Linked DNA regions of Sus scrofa: region 1 is linked to region 2. A link is a contact called in public HiChIP or PLAC-seq data. All regions are on one chromosome and are shown on one strand. Each heading gives the region's core, a stretch centred on a gene start, on an enhancer-like site or on the middle of the called end of the contact. The rest is flanking DNA. Distances are from core to core; before and after follow the strand shown.

Evidence for each region. HiChIP or PLAC-seq counts read pairs in DNA pulled down with a chosen protein or histone mark.
Region 1: an H3K27ac HiChIP or PLAC-seq map of alveolar macrophages shows a contact between it and region 2. The contact joins two enhancer-like sites. A contact is called at or near these places in 1 of 5 promoter capture datasets (liver) and 2 of 2 datasets of contacts at active chromatin or transcription factors (alveolar macrophages and skeletal muscle).

Annotation. Positions count from the first base shown.
Region 1 is chr11:77,173,458-77,179,116 of Sscrofa11.1, reverse strand. The region is part of intron 1 of RAB20 (ras-related protein Rab-20); the gene reads left to right. Among named protein-coding and RNA genes, the nearest start is that of RAB20, 13 kb to the left of the region's middle. Within about 2 kb of position 3,611, at least 3 of the 83 cell types and tissues checked have an H3K27ac peak or open chromatin away from gene starts, as enhancers often do. A contact at or near this core is called in alveolar macrophages, where this site is marked.
Region 2 is chr11:76,936,114-76,941,668 of Sscrofa11.1, reverse strand. It overlaps COL4A1 (collagen alpha-1(IV) chain), which reads left to right. Exons shown (of 54, transcript XM_021065910.1): 2 at 38-97. Among named protein-coding and RNA genes, the nearest start is that of COL4A2, 58 kb to the left of the region's middle. Within about 2 kb of position 3,583, at least 21 of the 83 cell types and tissues checked have an H3K27ac peak or open chromatin away from gene starts, as enhancers often do. A contact at or near this core is called in alveolar macrophages, where this site is marked.

The sequences.
Region 1 (5,659 bases), core at 2,362-4,861, 240 kb before region 2:
TTTGCTCCCTGCCCCACGCTGCCTCTCCCCGCAGGGGGCAGGCCTCTTGTAGCTGCAGGGGCGTCTCTGTGAACTCCCCCCACTGCCCTTGGCCAGGAATCAGGGTGGTGTGCCCGCGGAAAGCTGCCTCGGGGAGTGTGTTCCCGGGCGTCTGGGTAGCTGACTCGCCATCCCTGCTTTCCTGGGGCCCCGGCTTGGGTGACTTTCAGGGGTTACCTTGCCCGCGGCTGTGCCAGGTTCTGTGCCTAGTGCCTGGGGGGCTGGTGGTGGGCGCTTGTCTCTTTTATTTCCTGCAGCCGCTTTGTGTGGTTGGTATTTTTAGCATCTGCCTTTCACAGACCAGGAAGCTAAGTCCCAGGGGGCCCTGGGTGCCCAGGAGCCTGGATTTGAGGTCGGCTTTTCGGCGCCTTTAGCAGGCCCCTTTCCACCCTTCCCAGCCTGCGTGGGTGCCCTGCCACTTAACTTTGTGCCTCCACGTGCAGAGGGCCTCCCTGCCGTGGGACACTGTCCACGGAGACCAGGCCGAGGTGAGGACGGAGTGCCAGACAGAACAGAACCGAAGAGGGAGGCAGCACAGCAGGGGGCGGCCGGGAGCGTGAGGCCCACCCCTGGCCCCCCAGGCCCTCTGAGCAGGGCTGGGCCCCTGGGTGTTTCTGGATGACCAATTATTAGCGTTTGCATTTATAGCTTTTGCTCCGGGGGCCTGTGCTGGAGGGACTGCCAGGTTATCTCAAGTTACCTCAGGTTACCTCTGCGTTTGGAAAGCGGGTACGGGGCTGGGGCCTCACTTTCCCCTTGGTTCCTGATGCTCCTTCATGTTTCCCGCTGTGGAAGGGCTGTGTTTCCACCGAGGACCGAACTCCGGCACCCAGAGGCCCCGTCCTGGGCACAGGCCTGGCCGAAGGAGGCGGCCCAGGCGCTGTGGGTGGGTGCCAGCGCCGTGTCTGGGGGGCCAGGCCAGCCTCAGGACAGAGGGAGAGCCCTTGACTGGCCAGAGCGTTGGTTGGGAAGAAATGCTTTGTGGGTTTTTTGTGGTTTTTTTTTTTTTTGGTGGGGAAACAAAAGACCTTGTCTTCCTAAGATGCTCTGGGGTGTGTTTGTAGAACTAGGGCTGCGGGCAGGGCCGGGAGGGGACGGCGAGCCTGCTGGGCCCAGGCCTCCCGTCCACCCACCTGCAGGCTCAGGACTTTTCCCTCCCCCGATGGTCCTTTGCCCTCTGATGTGAGCTGCCTTTCGCCCGCAGGGTAAGAACTCACGGAGGCCTTGGGAGCGTCTGCCTGTTTCAAGGCCCCTCTGAAGAGCAGACCTTCCGCAGGGGCGCCTGGGCTGGCACATCTGCCGGCGGCTCCAGGGCACTTCTCCTCGGCTCCGTGTGGCCGTGGTCTCTCCTCAGACACACAGCGACCGTGTCCCGGGGACGGGAGAACATGGGGAGGCGCTGTGGCCTCTGCTCTGTCCTTATTTCTGAAAATCAGAAGCGCACTTATTACTCACGCTGGCCAAATGCCCCAGGACTGACTGCGTGGGAGTCCTAGGATTTTATTAAACGTCCCGGCCGTGCAGATTTCCAGAGAGGGCATTTTCTGGAAAGCGTCCCGGTCTAAGCAGCATTTCATAAGTAATGAAATAAAGCTGTTGAAGGCGGTTGTATGGGATGCTGATACGAGAACATCGAATAGTGCTTGAAGCTTAGAATTATGGTATTATCTAATCTCTTAGTCTGCCTTAAATTATTTGAATTATTTAAAACTTTAAAAACATTGGTAGCTCAGTGAACACAGTGTTCAAAGCGCTAATTCGGGAAGACTCACGCACCCAGAGATGGCGGCAACACCACTTCCAGTCGCCAAGCTCTGGGAGCAGCAGAGGAACAGGGGGCAAGATGCAGGATGAAGACGGTGAGCAACTCCTCAGCCACACAAAGGATGACGCTTTGCCCTTCGCGACAACACGGGTGGGTCTGGAAGGCATTAGGCTACGCGAAGTCAGTCAGAGAAAGGCAAATATTGTATGGTGTCGTGCTTACGTGGAGTCTACAAAATACAACAAACGAGTGAATATAACAAAAAAGAAACAGACCCACAGATACAGAGGGTGAGCGGGAGGTTGCCAGCGGGGAGCCGGCCAGCGGGAGGGCAGCACAGTGGTAGGGCATCAGGAGGTACAGCTGTTTGTATAAAATAAGTGACAAGGGGAGTTCCCATTGTGGTTCAGCGATAACGAGCCCCACTTGTATCCTTGAGGTTGCAGGTTTGACCCCCGGCCTCGCTCAGTGGGTTGAGGATCCGGCGTTGCCGTGAGCTGTGGCGTAGGTTGCAGACACAACTCAGATCCCTCATTGCTGTGGCTGTGGCTGTGGTGCAGGCCGGCCGCTGTAGCTCCCATTCGACTCCTAGCCTGGGAAGCTCCATATGCTGTGGGTACGGCCCTAACAAGACAAAAAAAGAAAGAAAAAAATAAGCTCCAAGGACGTTTTGTACAACATAGGGAATATAGACAATATTTTATAATAACTATAAATGGAGTATAACCTTTAAAAATTGTGAATTTATATGCCTGTAACATGGTTACAGCAGCTCTGCTTCAAGAAGATAAAATAACAAAAGGAGAAACGAGACCACAGTCTTCTAACTAAGTTGCCCAGGTGGCCTTCATTTACTTTCGTGCCCTGCTGACCCATTTCCCTGGTTTTTGTTTTCTTTTTGCTTTTTAGGGCCGCACCCGTGGCATATGGAGGTTCCCAGGCTAGGGGTCCAATCGGAGCTGTAGCTGCTGGCCGACACCACAGCCACAGCAGCGTGGGATCTGAGCTGCGTCTGTGACCTACACCACAGCTCATGGGCAATGCCGGATCCTTCGCCCATTGAGCGAGGCCAGGGATCGAACGCGCATCCTCATGGTTCCGAGTCGGATTGTTCCCGCTGCGCCATGATGGGAGCGCCTCCCTGTTTGTTTTTTGAAAGTTCTTACTTTTTAATTGGGAACAGCCTCGTGGGCATCAAGCGTTCTCATGGTAGATGAATATTTTCACGCCATGGAAGAAGCTCTTTCGTTCCAACCATGCTGACCCGTATTTGAAAGTAAATGCTCGAGAATGAAGCATGGATTTTGCAAGGATGCCTAAATACTGTTTGCATGGACTGATGAGCTGTCCCTCAGCGTCCCGCACAAAATGAGTTGTCTCCTTTACAGCCTCCCCCAACCCAGGCTCCGTCACCAAACCGTAGCTGTTGCTTCCATGGATCTTACTGAATCCTGGGTTAATCCCAACTCTGCATGTGTTTCAACGCCTGTAACCCTCTCCAGGAGCCCAGGGGCAACCAGGGCAGTTGCCCTAAAGCCCCAGATCCGGCCAGGGCAAGGGGCCCTGGGTTTATGCACTTGGTCACCTCACCTCCCTTCACAGAAGTGACACCTGCCCTGGAGAGAGACAAGCCCGGGAGGAACGCTGTGGGCATGATACACAATCACACACACACGAACACACTGCATGTAAGGGGCACCCTGCTTAGTGCCCCTGAGCCGCAGAAGCCTGGCCGCACCGAGGTGGCGGGTCCCAGAAAGGTCCGCCTTGGGCTGGCTCTGTCGCCACAGCGAGGTTAATGCTGGGGGACTGAGTCAGAGGTGAGGGTGTGTGACGGTTCCCTTCCCTCCTGGAAAGGGCAGTCTGGAGTTCCTGTTGTGGCTCCGTGGGTTAAGAACCCGACTAGGATCCATGAGGATGTGGGTTGATCCCTGGCTTCCCTCAGTGGGTTAAGGATCTGGCATTGCCATAAACTGTGGTGTAGGTCCCAGATGTAGTTCCGATTCGATCCCTAGCCTGAGAACTTCCATATGCCGTGGGTGTGGCCCTAAAAAGCAGGACGTAAAATAAAAGGCAGTTTTCAGTCATTTGCACTTTGCCCTCCCTGCACTGTCCTCCGCACGCCCAGGGTCCCTGCGTCTCTGCCCGCGGACGCCTGTGCCCTCTGGGCCTCTTTGAGCCACTGTGGCATCAGTCTTGCTCCCTCCGTAAGTGAGAGAACCTTTAATGTGCATTTATTTTTTTCTCATCTGTTTGAGAGTCACGACTTTACCCTGCAAGTGTCTTTTCACATGTGTCAGAGAGGAACAGCTTGAGAAAGTGCTGGGCCACACCTCCCTCTTGTCCCGACAGAATCAGAACCCCCTTCCCCTCCGTTAAGCCCTCACCATCAGGCATTTCCTTGCCCAGGTGTTCATGTCGCTGTCGGGGTTACGAGCTGCTTATTTCCAGGGGTCCCTGAGCAGCTGTGTGGGGGCTCTGGGCCTCTGCTTCAAGATCTGTGGAACTGCACCGCTCCTGGTGGGGGGGGATGAGGTGTATGTCAGTGTACGTGAGCAGGTGTGTGTGTGTGTGTGTGTGTGCACGTGTGTACCTGTGCACGTGTGCATTTGTGTGCGTATGTGTATCTGTGTGCATATGTTGCATGTATGTGTGTAAACACATGCATGTAAGGGCACACGTGTATGGGTGTGCGTGTGTACACATGTGTGTAGCGTGTATGCGTGTTGTGCACTCCACATGCGTGTTATGAAAGTGTGCAAGCAGGTATTCAATGTGTGTGCACATGCACGTGTGTTTTTTACATGCACGTTGTACATGTGCCTGTGTGTATGCGTGGGTGTGCATGTATGCGTGTGCACGTATGTCTAGCCTGACACTATGCCTGGCACTTGCAGTGACACCTTAGGCACAGCTGTGTCCCTGACTGTCCAGAAGGGAACACTAGCTGGCTTGGTCAGGGGAAGAGGGTTCAGCTGACTGCAGGAAGCGGTGAGGACGCAGGCACAGGGTGTGGGGCGGAGGGCCTTCTGTCTCGCTGGCCGCTTGTCCTAAAACAGGGAAAGCCAGTGGGCTTGGAGGATGCTTTTAATACTTTGTGTGTGTCTGTTGCACCCGTGGCTCCTCTGTGCAGCCTCTGCCTGGGCGGTGAGCATGTGATCCGTATCAGCGGCGGTGTCTGGCTCATTGTGAACAGCCTCCGGCCTGTGGGAGGACACTCTGTCCCCACTTTTCTTGCTTTCTTTTATTTTTCCCTATGGCATATGGAGGTTTCCAGGCTAGGGTTCGAATCGGAGCTATAGTTGCTGGCCTGCACCACAGCCACAGCACCAGGTCTGAGCCACATCTGTGACCTATACCACAGCTCACAGCAACACTGGATCCTTAACCCACTGAGCGAGGCCAGGATCGAACCTGTGTCCTTCTGGTTGCTAGTCGGGTTTGTTATCTCTAAGCCACAACGAGAACTCCTGTCTCCACTGCTCAAAGCCTGTCGACCAGGCAGGTTTACCGGGCCAGGCACCTTCTCTACAGCAATTGCAGAAGCACATTCTGAACCTAATTGACCCCAATCTGATGAACTCTGGTTAGCTACCCCGTGGCCCCAGGTCTCAGCTCCTTGAGTGACAACTCCCACCCTGGCAGTGTTGCCTGCGGCTTTCCTGTGGCTGTACCTGGGCGCCGAGGGCCAGGAAGAAGGCGGCAGGAGGTGACATGCAGATAAGGCCACGCAGGTCTGGGCTGCAGGGCTGGTTGTGTTGCTGCCGCACCTTTCTTGGGATTGGGCACAGCCTGGGCCTGCCTGCTCCATGTCACAGTCACCTTGCTTCTGGTGGCAGGGCCAGGGCCACAGTG
Region 2 (5,555 bases), core at 2,334-4,833:
CTTCTATTTATTTACCGATGTTTTCTCTTACTTCCAGGGCGGTTGTGCTGGCTCTGGGTGCGGGAAATGTGACTGCCACGGAGTGAAGGGACAGAAGGTGAGTAGCCCACATCAGACGACAAGTCCTCTTGAATCACCATCATTGCGGCTAGACACCTCACTAACACAACCAAAGAGTCCGCAAGTCACGTTTAAGCCTCATTGCTATTTCAGTAATTCCCCCAGAGCAATAAAATGAAGCAGAACCAGGCTTAGCAATAGTTTTGAGGACTCTTAACAGCTGTTGCCCCAAGATAATAATTATTGGTGGCAGTTAACATTAAAAAAAGTGAATTGGTTTTTTTCTCCTTTTTTGGCTCTAGAAGGAACAAGTGTCTTAGCAGGAAATCTGTTGAGTCCATGGGATTCTTGGGAATGGGTGCCTAAGAACTAAACTTTGCCTTTTTCTGAGAGAAGAAAAAGTTTCTACTGAACTTGAGAGCTTTCTGTTCAAATGAGTATTTTTAAACAGTTTTGAAATTCCTGACGTGCTCATCCAGATTTATTTACAGAAATAGTAAATATTTATTGTTTTCCAGATGTAAAGTTATAACTGTTTTGCTAGCAAGTGCTTCTCTTCTCCGCCGCTCAAGCATCCCAGACCTGGGTGGAAGTCCTTTGCTCTCGCAGGCAGCTTGGGTCCGTGGCTCTCAGGGGTTTGGAGAGAGGGTTTTACCTGGGACAGTGCAGCACCCTACAGCTGTCTGGGGCTCACCGTGGAAACGGGGCACGGATGTGAGCCAGCGTGGCCGGGGGCCAGGCAGTGGGACAGGCGGCCGCCTCCGGGGAGGCAGGGGCCCCGTGGACCAGCGCCCGCTTTGAGGGAGGTGGAGCTGTCCTTCGGCTGGACCAGGGCGTGACTCCTTCTCCTGCCCTGGCCTGCCCGGGGCTGATGGAGTAGACCTTTGAAATTCAGCAAGTTCCACCTTACGGAAAAATGTCTCACTTCTTTTCAGCCATTTGCTGTAGCACCAATGTTATTCTTTAAGAAAAAAATAGGGAGTTCCTGTCGTGGCGCAGTGGTTAACGAATCCGACTAGGAACCACGAGGTTGCGGGTTCGATCCCTGACCTCGCTCAGTGGGTTAAGGATCCCGCGTTGCCGTGAACTGTGGTGTAGACCGCAGACGTGGCCTGGATCCTGCGTTGCTGTGGCTGTGGTATAGGCTGGCGGCCGCAGCTCCGATTCGACCCCTAGCCTGGGAACCTCCATATGCCATGGGTGCGGCCCCAGAAAAGACAAAAAGACAAAACAAAACAAAAAAGGCTGACAGTGGGTGGCGCCAGCCTCACCCGGAGGGCTGTGGGGGAAGTGAAGTTGGTGGAGGCATCTCCATGCCTTTCACGACCCGCGTGGTCTCCACACACTGTGAGGCCCCTCCTCGGGGAGCTGTTGCAGCCAGTTCCGGGGAGCATGCTCGGGAGCAGAGGCGAGTACGTGCCCACACCGCAGGCACTCCTTGGGGGGCGTCTGTCTAACTTGATCACACACATCCGCAGCCGCGCTAACCAAGAACGCGTTCGAACCACGCAGCGGGGCTCTTCAGACGTCACACGTGGGACACGAAGACCTGTGTCAACCCCGCTTGCTTTTCTTGTAACTTAAAGCGTCAGGTTTGGAGCCCGGCAGGCCGAGCGGGCGTTTCTCGCTCGGAAAGAGAGCGAGTCCGTTCCACCCACTTTCTTTCTCTTTTTTTGTCTTTTTAGGGCTGCACCCATGGCATATGGAGGTTCCCAGGCTAGGGGTCGAATGGGAGCTGCCGCTACAGGCCTACACCACAACCATAGCAACGCCGGATCCCTAACTCACTGAGTGAGGCCAGGGATCGAACCCGCGTCCTTGTGGTTCGCTACTGCTGAGCCACAACCGGAGCTCCCCCACCAACTTTCTCGATTTCCACTCCCTCCGAGGCCGAAGGCCCAGTGGCTCCCCAATGGCTCTGGTGCTCCTCAGACCTCCTGTCCTGTCCCTGTGTCTTCCAGCCCGATTCATTTACTGTTCGCCCCCCATCTACCCACTGTCTCTAACAAGGTGGATTTATCCTGGAGTGTGTAGTTCTCTGAACGTTTGTGGTTGCCTTCATGACCTGGTGACAGCTCGTCAGCGACCTGGCCCACGTTAGTTCAGAGCTGGTGACACATCTTTAAAGAAGGCAGGTCACATCTCACTCCCCCCGCTCCCCCCGCCCCAGGAAAGGGTCTTAGAGTCCCTTTTCAAATCCGAGCATTGAGGGAACCTGGCTATGGCTGCCGGTGCACAGCTGAGGCCAGGCCTGCGCTTTTCAGGACACGGGAACACGCCCTGTAGGCCTGCCCCCTGCTTTGGGCCACGGGAGGCTGAGCCGGGAAGGTGGAGGAGACAGAGTATTGAGACATGAGCCCTTAGACAGGGCCGCCTTCTCGTGAGGAAGGCTTGGGCCCGCCTCCCACTGCGGCCAACCTTGGCCTTGAAGCTGGAAAGAACTCCCCTTGGGCCTGGGCTGGCAGGTGTGGAGTCCTGTTCTTCCCACCGCCAAGCCTCCGGAAGGTTCCCTGGCAAGTGGATCCAACATCCGAGACCCAGGGCCTCTGGGATCCTTCGTGGCTTGACCTCGCTCCATCTCCACCACGGCCCGCTTTGGGTTTTGAACGTTATTTAAAAATGAAGACTGTTCACAGTATAACACGGGCAAGCTTCAGCTTCAACCCTTCTGAGTTCGTGTTTTAAAAGCTGTAATTATCGCATGGATTCAGAAGGCCTCTTGAAATTCAGGGGAATAGCTGCATGATTTGGTATTGCATCCTTTTCACAGAAATCAGAGCTCCGTCCTTCCTCCCTTGGAGCAGCAGTATTTCAGGCCCCGTGGTTCACATAGCATGAGGCGGGAAGAGCGCCTTCCTGCTGCTGAAAGGAAATTTTAAACTTCCACCCATTGTCTTGGACGTGATGTTGAAACAATCAGTTTAACGATGGGAAACTCCCAGAGCTTTTGACGGAGCTGGCCCTTCAGATCTGCTTCCATTTCTCTCATCCCAAGGTCAGATAACAAAGAAATGTATTCTTGGCTGGCACGTCAGCAGGAGAAATTGGTTTTCCTCTCGGCCCCCCCATCCCCAGGCGAGCTCTAGCCATGCTCCTCAGGCGCACACGCTAAACTAAAGGAAGGGTCGAGCATCCAGTGCTCCAGACACAGGCCTGCTTCTGAGCTACTGACCAGTGTTTCCAGTTTTCACAGGCTTTATTCTGCTCTTCTCCGAAATCTAACAGTTCAGTGAATTTTGACTTGTTTTAAAACATAGGATAGTAGAAGCCACCTAGCTCCCAGAGAGTTCAAGTTACACAACTGGGACAGAGTGTCAGCTGCCTTGAGAAATTTGGAAATCATTGTTTCTGAGACATGTCCCCTTGAGAAACACTTTAGCGTGTTGGCTATTCAGAATTCGCCAGTGGAAGTTGGCAGAGCTCCGGGATAAATTGCCAAATCCCTTTTGGCGGAGGCCTCCCTTCCGTGGAGATATGATTAATTGCTAGAACGTCTTATAGTCTCCACACATCATGAGTAAATGTCAGTGCCGTAGGTCCTCAGTCGTTTGATAACCCACAGCGAGCAGTATAACACGAGGCATCTTGTTCTGGGTTCACGCGTTGGCGTCACGAGCGTTTGCGGGCTGGCAGTCTTTGTTGAGCTGTTGGTGTTCCCCCTGCCCTGGCCGGCCGTGCGGATCTTCAGATGCTTTCTCTAGGTAGCTCATTTGGGTTTGTGCACGTGGTTTTGTGTCTCTCCGGAGCGCTCAGCGATGCGGGAATGTGATCCGCTGACGCTGAGTGGGGTGTGGAAGGCTTGCCTACTCAGAAAAAGCCAAAAGTTAAGCTCTTCTTTTGCTCAATAACCTGATTTTCGCAACTATTTGCGGTAGGAGGAAATGGAAGTTACTCCCAGGAGTTACTCTGCCACAGGCTTGGGAAGGAACCATTCAGACTTTTCCCACAAGAGGCCTTTCCAGTATTTTGACAACAGGGGCCCATATATATGTAAAGCGATTGTTCCAGAGTCTAGGACCCTGCAGTGTCCAAAAAAAGGGAAGCTTCAAGTTACCTAGGGAGGTGAGAGAGCTGCACAGGAAAGAAGTCACAGGCAGAGAGGCAGTGACCAGCCGAGAAAACAGGTGTTATTCTGAGAAGGCAGTGACCCTGGAGGCCCAAGAGCATAAATAAAGGGCCAGCCTCCTGGATGGGGTAGGATTCGGGCGTGGCACGTGCTCCCTCATTCTTCAGCCTCGCCTGGGGATGGGGTAGAGGATCGGGGCACTGGTCACACGTCTGCATGATGGTAGGCGCTGGCTTGAACTGCACCGATCAGAGGAAACAGCTCCTGTGGGCAGGTGAGAAATGCCAGCGAACTCTGAAGGTAAATTAACAGAAAAGCTAAGCGTCAATGAGTTACAGCACATCCATGGAATGAAATACTCTTTACACCTGCAAAAATAAGGTAGACTGATTGATACATAATGATCTGGGGAAATCGCCAAGATTTTCATCTTTGGCAAAGTGATGAAAAAGCAAGCTGCAAAGGCACTGTATAATATGATTGCCTTTGCGGTTTAAAAACTATATGTGTATAGGAGTTCCTGTCATGGCGCAGCCAAAATGAATCCGACTAGGAACCGTGAGGTTGTGGGTTCAATCTCTGGCCTTGCTTAGTGGGTTAAGGATCCGGCATTGCTGTGAGCTGTGGCGTAGGCCGGCAACTACCCCTAGCCAGGGAACCTCCATTTGCCCTGAAAAGACAAAAGATAAATAAATAAGTAAATAAATAAATAAAAACGGGAAAAAGAAAAAATGCCAGCGAAGCAGAGGTTTGAGAGTCCCTAGTGGAAGTGAGTCTTGAGTGGGTCTTTCCCAAGCCTCAGTCCGGACTGTTGTATTTCTAAGGAATGATGAGAACCGCGTGGGTATCTCGTCCTTCTCAGAGCACCTGCACCTGCGGGTACCCGGAGCCTGGCCCGCGCCGGGTGGAGCGAGAGCCTGTTCTCCTGCTGTCTACTAATTAGACCATCTGTAAATCACAGCTCTCTGCTCGCACCCGCTCATCAGATGGCGCGGTCCCAGACTGCGTTCAAAGCAGAGAGCTTTGAACATGGAAGTACTGTCTTTTTGTCCAAAACACGTTCCTCTTCTGACTTGAAAGGGCTGGTGGAGTCTGGCCAACCTGCAGTGACGCCGTTCATGGCCCCGGAAACCTGGGCTGCGGCTCACCTGGCCGTTGACCGCCTGGGTGTAGTTGACTCTTTCCATAGACCTCCCACGTCAGGCCTCCTGGGTAAGCCTGTCTGTCCACATCTTATGTTAGATCATAACCTCTGCTTCCACACGGCCGGTCCCGGCCAGGGCAGAAGCATCCCGGCTCTGGGGGCTCAGCCAGACCAGCAGGGCTTTCTCAGGGGTTACTCTGAGGGGTAGGAACCAAGTATTCTCAGTGCCCTTTCCCCAAGGTCACGCGAAAGAGGGACGCGCGTGTGCGGAGAAGTCCGTAAATC